Linked DNA regions of Mus musculus: region 2 is linked to region 1. A link is a contact called in public promoter capture Hi-C data. All regions are on one chromosome and are shown on one strand. The core of a region is the stretch at or near the end of the contact, and the rest is flanking DNA. Distances in the headings are between cores, read along the strand shown. Region 1 holds the start of Bbc3 (BCL2 binding component 3). Region 2 holds the start of Fosb (FBJ osteosarcoma oncogene B).

What was found. Capture Hi-C pulls out chosen DNA fragments and counts their contacts.
Region 2: a promoter capture Hi-C map of adipose tissue shows a contact between it and region 1, with 4 times the contacts expected there. The contact joins the promoter of Fosb here to the promoter of Bbc3 in region 1. A contact is called at or near these places in 2 of 115 datasets of contacts at active chromatin or transcription factors (forebrain and stem cell-derived neural progenitor cells) and 2 of 9 other capture datasets (adipose tissue and liver).

Annotation. Positions count from the first base shown.
Region 1 is chr7:16,305,981-16,312,068 of GRCm38.p6, forward strand. Bbc3 (BCL2 binding component 3) reads left to right here and starts at 3,603. Exons shown (of 4, transcript NM_133234.2): 1 at 3,603-3,881.
Region 2 is chr7:19,307,789-19,313,876 of GRCm38.p6, forward strand. It overlaps Fosb (FBJ osteosarcoma oncogene B), which reads right to left and starts at 2,257. Exons shown (of 4, transcript NM_008036.2): 1 at 1,518-2,257. The coding sequence starts at 1,643.

The sequences.
Region 1 (6,088 bases), core at 2,353-4,852:
GACACCAGGGCCTCACATGTGTTTGGTTTTGAACTGTGGTCTCCCCATGCAGGCCTTATACTCTTTATCCTCCTGTCTCTGCAGCCTCAGGGCTGGGATCACAGGCTTGGGCCACCACATCCGATAAAAGGTGTACTCAGACTCATTGAACATGCTGTCCCCAAAAGGGAAGGGTGTACTTTATTGCCTATCAATGTTTGTCAATGAGTGCCATGTAAGCTGGTGAGGTGGGAGGCTCGGGGTGGGGGTTGTCCAGCATCCATGACTGCAGTGGCATCCCTCACGCCTGTGCCCCATGGCCTGCACCAGATCAAAGTATAACAGAGCCTTGAGGAAAGGGATAAGGAAGGAAGGAAGGAAGGAAGGAAGGAAGGAAGGAAGGAAGGAAGGAAGGAAGGAATGGTGGGGTGGGTGTATGTCTAAAATCCACAGTCTTGGGTATTCAAAATAGGAATCTCTCTCTCTCTCTCTCTCTCTCTCTCTCTCTCTCTCTCTCTCTCTCTCTCTTTCTCTCAATCCTGACCCCTGATTGGCTCGGAGATCTAAATTCCTGGTCATGGGGCAGGCCGTGTTTGAGAACCTGCCACACCCCCTCTCTCTTCTTTTTCCCTTTTGGTTATTGCTTTTATTTTTTTTCTAAATAGATTATCAGGGTTTTTTTCTATGTGGCTGTCTGGCCTCCTAACTGCTATATAGATAAGGCTTACTTCAAATTCACAGAGATCTTCAGGCCTCTGCTACAAGTGCAGAGATTAAGGACATGTGCCACTCTACCTAACTACTTTTATTTATTAATTTTTTTCATACAATATGTTTTAATCATATTCTTTATATGAGTACACTGTCACTGTCCTCAGACACACATCAAAAGATTGCATCAGATCCCATTACAGATGTTTGTGAGCCACCATGTGGTTGCTGGGAATTGAACTCAGGACCTCTGGAAGAGCAGTCAGTGCTCTTAACCACTGAGCCATCTCGCCAGCTCTTGATCATATTCTTTCCCCTCCCTCAGTTCCTCCTAGATCCTGCCCATCTCTCTATCCACCCAACTTCATGTTCTTTCTTTCTCTCTTTGTCTTAGCAAAACAAAACCACCCCAAAACCAAAAATCAAAACAAACAGAAAACCAAAAAGACCAAACCAAGCCAACACTAAACTCAGGAAAAAGCACATAAAAAACCATGCAGTCTGTTTTGGGTTGACCAACTACTGGTGTGTGTGGGGGGAGGGGGGGCAGCAGAGGGGCATTGAGACCTGTCCTGGAGTATAGAAGCCCAGTGACACTCCACTGGAGAGAACTGATGTCCCTCCCCCGAGAAGGAATCAATTACAAATAGCTTCTGGACTAGAGGTGGGACCTTGTGTCCTACCCTACTCACTGCTGGGATTTTGTCAGGTTTTTTTTTTTTTTTGGTTTTTCGAGACAGGGTTTCTCTGTATACCCCTGGCTGTCCTGGAACTCGCTTTGTAGACCAGGCTGGCCTCGAACTCAGAAATCCATCTGCCTCTGCCTCCTGAGTGCTGGGATTAAAGGCGTGCACCACCATGCCCAGCCGGAGCACACTTTTCTTGGAGTCATCTGCCACCTCTGGTGATCTTTCCACTTCCTCTTCTGCGTGGGTCCCTGAACCCCGAGGAAAGGAGTTGGATGAAAACATCCAGTTTACAGCTGAATGCTCCAAGGTCTCTCACTGTCTGCAGATTGTCCAGTTGTGGGTTATTTTAAATTTAATTGTGTGTGAGTATGTGTGTGTGTGTGTGTGTGTGTGTGTGTGTGTACGTGAGTGTGTGGACACGGACGCAGGTCTCTCAGGAGGCCAGGAGCATCAGATTCCCTGGAGCTAGGGTTACATATCCAGGCACAAGATGTAGGTACTGGGAACAGAACACAGGTCCTTCCTTGGGAAGAGCTGTAAGCACTCTTAATCACTGAGTTCTCCCCCCCCCCCCCACTTGCTTCGTTTTTTGAAAAAGATCACTTGCTGTGCTCAAAAATGGGCTTGGAGAGCCGGGCATGGTGGCGCACGCCTTTAATCCCAGCACTCGGGAGGCAGAGGCAGGAGGATTTCTGAGTTCGAGGCCAGCCTGGTCTACAAAGTGAGTTCCAGGACAGCCAGGGCTACACACAGAAACCCTGTCTCAAACAAACAAACAAACAAACAAACAAACAAACAAGCTGGACAGTGGTGGTGCATGCCTTTAATCCCAGCACTTGGGAGGCAAAGGCAGGTAGATTTCTGAGTTTGAGGCCAGCCTGGTCTACAAACTGAGTTCCAGGACATCCAGGGCTACACAGAGAAACCCTGTCTTGAAAAACCAAAAAAGAAAAAAAAAAAAAGGGGGGGGCCTGGAACTCACTATGTAACTCAGACAGACTCCAACCTTGCAACCACATTCCTGCTTTATCCTCTGGAAGTGCTGGGAAGACAGGTGTAAGTGACTATGTTTATTTCTTTAACAAGTGTCTTATCTCACATGGCTGTGTGACACCCTTTCACAGCGGGCCCAGTGCTGGGCACCCATAGGTAAGTAATATACTCAGTAAGTTTGGTGACAGTTTGGGTGAGACAGAGAGTCTGTCAAGTGCCGTGAGAGATGTCTACGGCTTGGGAGGAGGAAGGGTCACTGTTTCAAAAGGGAAGGGAAATAAATGACTTTTAGAAAAGGGAAAGGAAACAGAAACAACAGACAGGATGAAATAGGGTGCAGGGGGCTGCCCGGGCATGTCTGTGCCAGGAGCACAGGGCTGCCTCTTCCCCATTTGTCCAGTGCCAGATGGGTATTACGCCAGGCGGGCCAGGTGTTTAAGTTCACGAGTGTAACCCGCCATCAAGCCATTTAGCAGGAACCTGTCTCAGGAGTGACTTTGTGAGCACAGGTCTGGGCTCAGTTTCTTCTGTATGTGACTGGCATGTTTTGTAGGGTCAGCCAGTGCAGTCTAGTGGCTGTGCTTCAGCTATTGCGGGTGTCAGCCTGAGAGTGCTATTTGGATTGGAGTGTGTGTCCCTCTGAACCTGCCAGGAAGTTGTTCTGAGAAGGGGTCAGCCTTTAGTGTAGTGTGAATGCCCTAGGCATCTGGGGACACGGGTTTGTGCGTCGGAGACTGTTTGAATATTGTTTGTGCAACTACGTTTTGGGTTGTCACTGTCTGTGTGTGACCCAGTGAGCCAGTAAGTAAGATAATCTGGATGTCTGGGTCTGTGTGAGCTCGTGTGTCCAGGCCCTTGTCCTGATGTGTATCTGTGCCTCTGGTCTGACTTTGTGTCCCTGTGGCTCAGTCATCACTGACTCAGTGCACCCTGGCGTGCCAGTCCGTTAGTCTGAGCGTACTCCTCAGGTGTGGGTGTGGGTCCCAGTCAGTGTGTCAGTGTGTCAAGCGTGTGTCCGGACACCCTAGGTCTGGGCTGTCCCCACGCTGCTCCTCCTGCCTGGACCAGGCCTCGCCCCGCCCCTCTGGCTGCCGGGAAACCCCCCGCGCCGAGGTAGGGGGCGCGGCGCCCGACTGCAAGCCCCGACTTGTCCCCAGCCGCGGGCGGGGCCCTGGCGTCACGCGGGGGCGGGGCGTGGGAGCCAGCGAGAGGCGGGGCGGGGCGGCCGCCGAGCGAGCGGGGCCCGGGGATCTGCCGGGAGGCCTGAGACGCGGCATAGAGCCACATGCGAGCGGGGAGCCCAGGAGGCGGCGGCGACACCAGCAAGCAAGCAGCAGCAGCGGTGATCCGGACACGAAGACTCCAGAAGCAGCAGCAGTCACTGCAGTTAGAGCAGCAGGAGCAGCAGCAAGGTGCCTCAATAGCAACCCACTCGGCGGGCGAGCCCTCCAGAAGGCAACCGCCCGCCACCCCATCGCCTCCTTTCTCCGGAGTGTTCATGCCCCCGGGGTGAGTGAGCACCCCGATTCCCGAAGCTGCTTACGAGCGGCAAGGCCCGGAGGGCTCCCTGGAGGAGGTGACGGGGTGCACGGGCCGATAGGACGGTCGCCTTGCATTCCCGCAGCTTGTGCCCCAGCTTTCATCACTGGGACTAAGGCTGGGCCAGGCGGGCGGGAAGGAAGCACCTGGGACTCAGGGCGCCCTGTCTGGGCGCACAGGTGCCACAGCGGTCTGGCGGGTTTGTTTACAAACAATGGGGTTCGGGCTCGCCCGCGCCCCCTGGTGGCTAGTGAGACCTGGGAGGAGCGTGGCCCCGGGCTCGCTCGAGTCCCCCGAGTCCCACTGCGGGAGGGTTGGGGTGGGGGGTGGCACCGAGGATCGGCCACACCCAGAGCGCGCGCCCGCCGGGGGCGGCGACAGGGGGCGGCGGAGGCTGTGGCTCCCGCGGGCGGGGGCTGCGCCCCAGCAACAGCCGGTTATTGGCCCCGCGCGCGCTGGGCGGGCGGGGCGGGCGCACGTGGCGGCGTCGAGGGGGGGGGCTGTGACAGCGGAGGGGCGGCGGGGACCGCGCGTGCGGGGCTGTGGATCTGCAGGTGTCTCGCCTGGGTGTGTGTGCTCGTGTTTGGCTCCCGAGTTTGTATCCCTACACCGAGATGTTGGCGTTTGTCACCCGGAGGGGTGTCTGCGTGAGTCCTTGCCCGCGTGTCTGCGGGGTGGGGTGCACCTGTCCGTTTACGGGTGTGGGTGGCCACCCCCCAAACCAGAGTTGTATACGTGTGCTCTTAAGGGGTGAAAAGGGGATCTGTATCTGTCGCTTGCCTGGTAGTGTTGGTGGTGGTGGTGCGGACGACCGGGGCACTTGAGCTGTGTTTGTGTGTCGCTTGAGTGAGCTGTGTTGCTGTGCAGGGGTCTCGCCCAAGTGTGCGCTGCGTGTGTGTGTGTGTGTGTGTGTGTGTGTGTGTGTGTGTGTGTATGCGCGCGCGCGCGTGCTGTCTCTGGGTGTCTCCAAGACAAGCATCTGCTGTACCCAGCTTTTGGGATGGGATGCCACCCAGTGCCTGATCGCTCGCTGGGTGACTTCTGAGCAGCAAAAGGCACACAAGGCACGCTGAGCATGAAGGGCTTTGGGGGTGGGGGGGATCTAGCGGGTTCAGTGCCAGCCCCTCTCTCTGCATGCAGTGTGTGTGTGTGTGTGTGTGTGTGTGTGTGTGTGTGTGAGAAAGAGAGAGGGGGGGGTGAGAGTGAGTTTTGGGTCTGAGGGGTTTGTCTCTGTGATCCAGGCTATGTGTCATGTGGTGCTCTCTCTCTGTAGTGTTTATAGCAGTCACGTGAGGCCAGTGTTTTCTGTCTCTGCATTAGGTGTGTGTGCTGCTGGGCTCTGTGTGTGTGTGTGTGTGTGTGTGTGTGTGTGTTTTCTGGGGCTGACAGTTGGCTGTGGTGTATTGGGGCTGAGAGTAGAGGCTGGACCTATGGCTTCTACCAGCTGCGGCTGGTGCCTCCCGATGTGGCTGCCCCGCACACGAGGGGGGATGATGTATCTGGATATGATGACTTGTGTCTATGTGTGGCTGTTGTGTCCCAGGAGCTCAAAGTTGGGGGGGGGTGCACATTCAGGTGTGTTTTGAGATGATGGTGGTGCATGTGCTAAGGAATAGTAAGGGGGGTGTCTTTGGGTTGTCTGTGTGTATGCGGGAGAAACACGTTGAAGACTTGAGTCTGTTGTGCTTCAGTGTGTGACGGCTGCATTGTGGGCGGGTGAGCGCTGGCATGTCAGCAGCGGGTCAGTGTGAGACTGGTGTAAATATGTTGAAAGGGCTCTGGATGGCTGTGTGTGCATGTCTGTGTCCCCATGTGTTTCTGGGTGAGCCACCTCACTGGGGGAGCGGGAGGGGCGGTAAAGTTGGACACTTCTCTGAGTTCACTGGTGTCTTCCCATTACACACACACACACACACACACACACACACACACACACACACACGGTTCTCTGACAGCACCGTGTATCCTGGGAGCCCCAGCACCCCTTCTGCGCTCTTCTCTGTTGAGAAAGTTCTCCCTGGCCCAAGCCCTGAGAGTAGTAGGCAGTTTTCCTGGTGGGTTTTGCTACAAACCCCAGACGCAGTCTGTGCGCCCCTCACCATGTGTCCCGGCCAGGCTGTCCCTGGGGTCATCCCTTCCTGGGTGGGAGTGACTTCCAGGCAGGGTGTCTGCGAGGT
Region 2 (6,088 bases), core at 1,007-3,506, 3.0 Mb after region 1:
GATGGAGCCACAGACATTCACACACACATACAGCCAAAACACCCCACCCCCACCACAGAGGGAGGGAGAGGGAGAGGCCTTAGCCCAAGCCTTCCTCTCCTCCACTCACACACAAACACACCCCCCACTGCATGAGGGCTCCCGCAGGGGCGGAGATCCCAGTTCCAACGGTGTTGGGGGACCGGCCTAAGAGTTGAGAGCATCCCTTCCGAGTGTCTGTCTCTTCCCCAGTGAGACTGACAGGTTTCAGTGAACTGATAGGCAGAGAAAAGTGACAGCGAGAATCTCTCAGACTGTCTTGCAGGGGATGGGGTGACATAGGATCTGCGTCCCCGAACCCAAGAAGCGTCCATCACGCCCCCCCCCCCCCTTCCCGCAAGTGGAATCCTAGAGGCTTAACTACTCTAGGGGGCGTGGCGAGGGAAGGGCTGAATCCCTGGCCAATCAGAGCCCTGGGAACTAAGGGAAGGCAGACCTTTTAGAGACCACCTGGCTGCCTCTCCGTAGGCTAGCTCATCTAGTGTTTGAACACCTCGGAAGGACTGAGTGTCTAGAGCTCAGGGAGCACGTATATGTGTGCCTGGAGAAGGGATGAGGCCTTCAGTTCCCCCTTAGAGGCGCTAACACTCAGCCAAAAGCCTCTAGCTTATGACAACAGGACCAGGTCCACACAAGGTCCTCGCAGACCCATGGGGTGACAACGAGTCCCCCGATCGCGACAAGAATCCCCTAGCTCTCCCTCTTGGAGACCCCCAGCACGGGAAGAACCACAAAAAGCAAGGAAGGGAGCTACGCTCTACAAATAGGAAGGGAACGCTGATTGGCTAAAGCTCGCGCCGCGACAGCCAATCACAAAGCCACGCTGCCCCCTCCCTTAGCAACGTGGCCTCGGCGTTCCAAAATAGAACGTGCCCGGGACGTCAGGGGCGGGGCGGGCGGAGGGGGCGCTGCGCGCTGTGCGTGCCCCGCGTCAGACGGAGGATTCCAGCGCGTCAGCCTTTACGCACGGGTCCCCCGTTACGTCTCCGCGCAGGAGGCGGAGGCAGCGTGACCGGGGTTCGAGGCCCTAACTCTTGCTGGGTGGAGGGTGACTGCGGACTTGCAGTCCGCGTTTTGAAGGAAGAGGGAAGAGGAGGAGGCTCCTGGAAGCTTCTCTGGAATTTTTTGTTTCTTTTTCTTCCCCTACTTGCCTAGCTTCGGCTTAGGGAGCCGGCTTTCGGCTAAAAGTTCTCAGCTTCTGCTAACCACCGGGTATATACTTTGCACCGGGCATCGCCAACGTTTGCCCAGCTGCATTCCTTTCCCGCGCTCCGCGCAAATAACCTTTTGCAAACATCACTCCATTCTTTGCAGTTTGCAAACAACAAAAAACCAAAGTGCAAACCGAACTATTGCAATCCCAGATCCTGGGTTTTGGCGCGTCTCTATTTGAGAGGATGCTCAATCTACACTTTAGCCTGAAAGAAACACCCCCCCCCCCAACCACTAAAGTAGAATCTTTACGATCTAAAACTTACCTGGGAGGCGGCGGCGGTGGGTGGACTGCCGAAGGAGTCCACCGAAGACAGGTACTGAGACTCGGCGGAGGGTGATGAGCTACACCGGGAGCCGGAGTCGTAGTCTCCGGGAAAAGCTTGAAACATTTCCCTGGGCACAGGGGGGCCCCTGTGACCACGCTGAGGTCGCCGGGAAGCCAAGGCTATGGCCGAGTGGAATGAGATGCGAGTCCGGAGTAGACCGGACACGTCTCCAAAGTGCGCTGCTCGGGGAAGCTTAGTCTCCGGTTCGGAGAACTGCCCAAGTTTCGATGCAAGTTCCCTCTGCAAGATCCCAGATCCCCTTCAGACCGCCGCTGTACCTCCTGAAAGTCCAGGCTCTGTCGGTTTCACGGGGGGCGACGCGGGGATCGCTCCCCGCCCAGAAACCCGCCGGGCAGTGCCGCGGTGCAGCGTGCGCTTCAGATGCAGTTCCAATCCTGTCGAAGCGTCCCAAGAAATGAGGGAGAGCAGAGGGGCGCGATCCAGAAGCCCACAGAAAGAAAGTCTATCCTCCGGACGAATCGGAAGAACGATCTAGAAAGAGTCTTGCAAAAAGGAAACCCACAAAACTTTCTCTCCAGTTTAAAAATATATATAAATATATATATATAAATTTTTCACGGCCTCCAAGAAGAAGAAAAAGAAAGAGTCACCAGTAGTCAAGTCCAGCAAGCCCCGGCTCCGCGTGTCCCCGGCGTAGCCGCTCCAGTCTTATGAATGAAACCGGGAGCTGCCGGGCTGAATTTATGCCTCCGGGACCCGCCCCCGCGCTTGCGTCACCCGCAACTCCATGCACAAACCTCCCAAACTCTCCCTTCCCGCCGACTGAGCTCCTTGTGGCGCCCTCCAGGGCCTCGTGCACCTGCCACCTGCCCATAGTGTGACCCTGGGGGTCTCGGGGGTCCCCAAGGCTGCGTTCTGAGGGGCTTCGCGGGAGGGGATCCCGCCCCGCCCTCCCCGGAGTTCCTGTGACGCAATTAGCCATATAAGGAGCTCGGCCAGCGCGGCCCAGTGTTTGTTTGGTATCCTAGCAATTACGTCAGAGGGAATCCCTCGCTCCTGCGCGCGCCCGCTGTTGCGCTGTGCGGAACCCGCCCGCGCCTGCGCAGTTCCACGCTGTCCCGGAGGCTGAGATTGACAGGCGCCTAAACTCCCTCAGAAGGCCCCTGCTGACCCGGGTTGGAGAAGGTGCAACTCCAGATCCCAGGTCTGCTTATACCCCTGGGACCCCACCCTCCCCAAACCGGTGCAGCGCCCCTGCTGGTGAAAAAGAGCAAGGTCCCCAGTGCAGATTCTGGCGAGAGGGGTATAATCAGTCTAGGTGGGGAAACTGAGGCTCAGGAGGAATTGGAGAGTCTGTGATATCTCCAGGTGTAGGGATGGGTAAGGATGCAGTCCCCTCCCCACTAGCTTTGTCACGGATTCTGTGTGACTCGGTGAGCTTGGAAAATGTGCTCCCTCCCTGATCTAAAACTTCAGTACTCATAGCTAAGCAAAGGATAGGTGGCTTTTCCGGGTCCCTGAATCTGGGGGACCTGCAGAATTGGAGCAGGTAGGAACCCACACCCGGTGAGTTCTTCAGGCTTGATGGTGTTGGAAGCCTCTCCTTCCCACTTAGCTCAGGAGACAGAAAAGAAAGTGTGTATACAATAATAATTGAACAATAATAATTGGTGGTGTCTGGTGGTGGTGGCAGCTGCGGCAGCAGCACACATCTTTAATCCCAGCAGAAGCAGGGAGATCTCTGTGAGTTCGAAACCAGCTTGTTCTACAGAGTGAGTTCCAGGACAGCCAGGGCTACACAGAGAAACCCTGTCTCGAAAAATAAATAAATAAAATACTAGTGCATTAATATAATCGGTGGCATGTGTTTAGCAATCAGCAGGTATCAGCCCCAGCAAGATGGTTCACAGGTAAAGGAGCTTGCTACACATACCTGACAACCTGAGTCCCATCCCTGGGACTCACGGTGGAAGAAGAAAAATGACTCCTAAAAATTGTTCTCTGATCTCCACATGCATGCAAAGACAGAAAACAACCAGTACTCATATGTAGTAATAATAATAATAATAATAATAATATCAATATTAATGATTTAAACAAAAGGGGATGTGAGGGCGGGAATGTAGCTTAAAGTGGAATGAATGTCTAGCATGTGTGAAGTCCTGGGTTCTATCCACATCCAGAAGGAAAGAATATATATACACGTATTGTGAACATCCCCTCCCCCTATTGTGAACATCCCCTCCTCTTTCTACCCTTTGCCCTCCTCCTTTCTCTGTCTGTTTTTGAGATGGGGTCTCATTATGTACCACCTTTGGCCTGGAATTCATTCTGTAGGCCAGGATGACCTCTACCTCTTGAGTGTTGGAGTTAAAGGCACCTTCCACCATGCCAGGCATATCTGATCTTATGTCCTGCTTGTTTGTTTGTTTGTTTGTTTTTAAAACAAAGACTAGAATTTACTATGTACCCAAGGATGACAATGAACATCTTGCTCTCACCTCTATATTGTCGCCAGGCCTGGTTTATTACTGGGGATGTAATCCAGGGGCCTCCTGCATGCTAGGGGAGCCCTCTGCCAACGGCTGCTGCATCGCTGGCCAGGGTCCTGATTCTTAAGTACCCACTAAGAAGGATGCCACCAGCAACTGCAAAAAGCCTGGGAGACCCCAGGCCAAGCCTAGGGAAAGAAAACTTTTCCAGGGGAGATGCCACACACACATGTCCATTCACCCTAGACAGGGAGCCAGCTCAGAAGAGACCAAAGTCCAATTTGCTGAACCGATGAATTTTCTATTAGAGTTACTTACAGGAGTGTGCATGGGTGAGGGGTGACTTACGGGAGAAGTCACTCAAAGACAGCTGCGTCACCCAAGCCCGCCCCAGCATGAGTGACAGCTTACAAAGCTGGGAGCCTGGAGCACCCTGCAGAGCCTGAAGACTGCTCCACAGATTGGAGGGTGCTCTCTCCAGATGTCTTAGTTGGTCTAAACCTCTTGCAGGCAGCTTGGCTAGGTTCTGAGTCTTCCAAATAGCTGGTCTGTTGTCAGGATCTCCTTTGCAGCTTGGCATCTTTCCATCTTAGGAGTGGGGAGACTCTTAGCCATAATTTATTGCTTACTTTGGCAGGGAGGGGCTTAGTAAATGTGGTCAGTTTCAGGGACTTCCTATTGTGAGTCTTTTGCCTTCCTGTTTAAAGCACTTCTCTGCCAGATGGAATGTTTCAGTCTTGGAGGAAACTGTTCCATAACTCCTGGTCCAGCCCAAAATCTAAAGAAGAAAGCAAAGAGGCACTTTAATTGTTTATTTTTATTTTGTTTTGCTTTGTTTTTAGTATTACTTATTTTATATTATCTGTATGAGGGGTTTTGTTTTGTTAGGTCTTTGTATGAGTGTGTGTGTGCACCCTGTGTGTGCCTGATGCCCACAGAGGTTAAAAAAAAAAGCCATTGGATTCCCTGTAACTGAAGTTAGAGTTGGTTGTGAACCACTCTGTGGATACTGGGAACCCAATCCAGGTTCTCTGTAAGAGCAGCCAGTACTCTTAACCACTGAACAATTTCTTTACCCCAAGAAGCACTTTAAATACGTTAAATCTCGCCAGAAGTGGTGGGTCTATGCCTTTAATCCCAGCAACTGGGAGGCAGGGCAGGCAGATCTTTTAATTCTAGGCCAGCCTGGTTTACATAGTGAGTTCCAGGACAGCCAGGGCTATGTGCAGAGAGACCCTGTTTAATAATAATAATAATAATAATAATAATAATAATAATAATATTAAAACAATGACAATGCTCAAGGCCAGCACCATAACACCACAGACAAAGGTGTGATTTCTAACACCATAAAGAAAAGACTTGATTCTCTATACCAATAATGGGGAAGATGGTGGGGAGCCACATAGGGATAAAGGGACTGGTGGGGGGTGCTAACAGGTGATGCCAGAGATTGCCAGACAAAAGCCTGACCTCAAACCACCTCCCACCTGGTTCCCCACGCCCCCTCTGTCTGCTCCTGTCAGGAGGGAGGGACAGGTACTCAGAGATGACAAAGCAGCCACTGGCAGGCCATGACTCTGCTCAGGCATCCGACAGGGAGTGACCCCTTAGTGTTCTGCCCACCTCAGCTTCTCCTCCCCTTTCCTGTGGGTTAAAGGAGACACAAAGTCACCCACTCTGCCTGCCCCAAAGCCCTCAGACCCCGACACAGTAGCTCAGACACCCAAAATGCCACCACAGGGACACTCAGACATCTGTCCACAAGTAGCAGCCCACAGCCTTACATGACAAGTGTCTATATACACAGGGAGAGAAAGAGGCTCCCTGTGAGACAGTAACACAAAGCACACAAAAACATATGCTCTTGGTATGCGTGAGTGAGGGGTGACTTACAGGAGCAGAAGTCACTCAAAGCTGTGTCAGCCAAGCCCGCCCAGTACTGTTATTTCATTTTGAGTCAGGGAATTATTATGTAGCCCAGGCTGGCCTAGAATTCACTGGATTGCTGGCATGGGTTAGTCTTTCTGAGATAGGGTCTCATGCTGTAGCCCA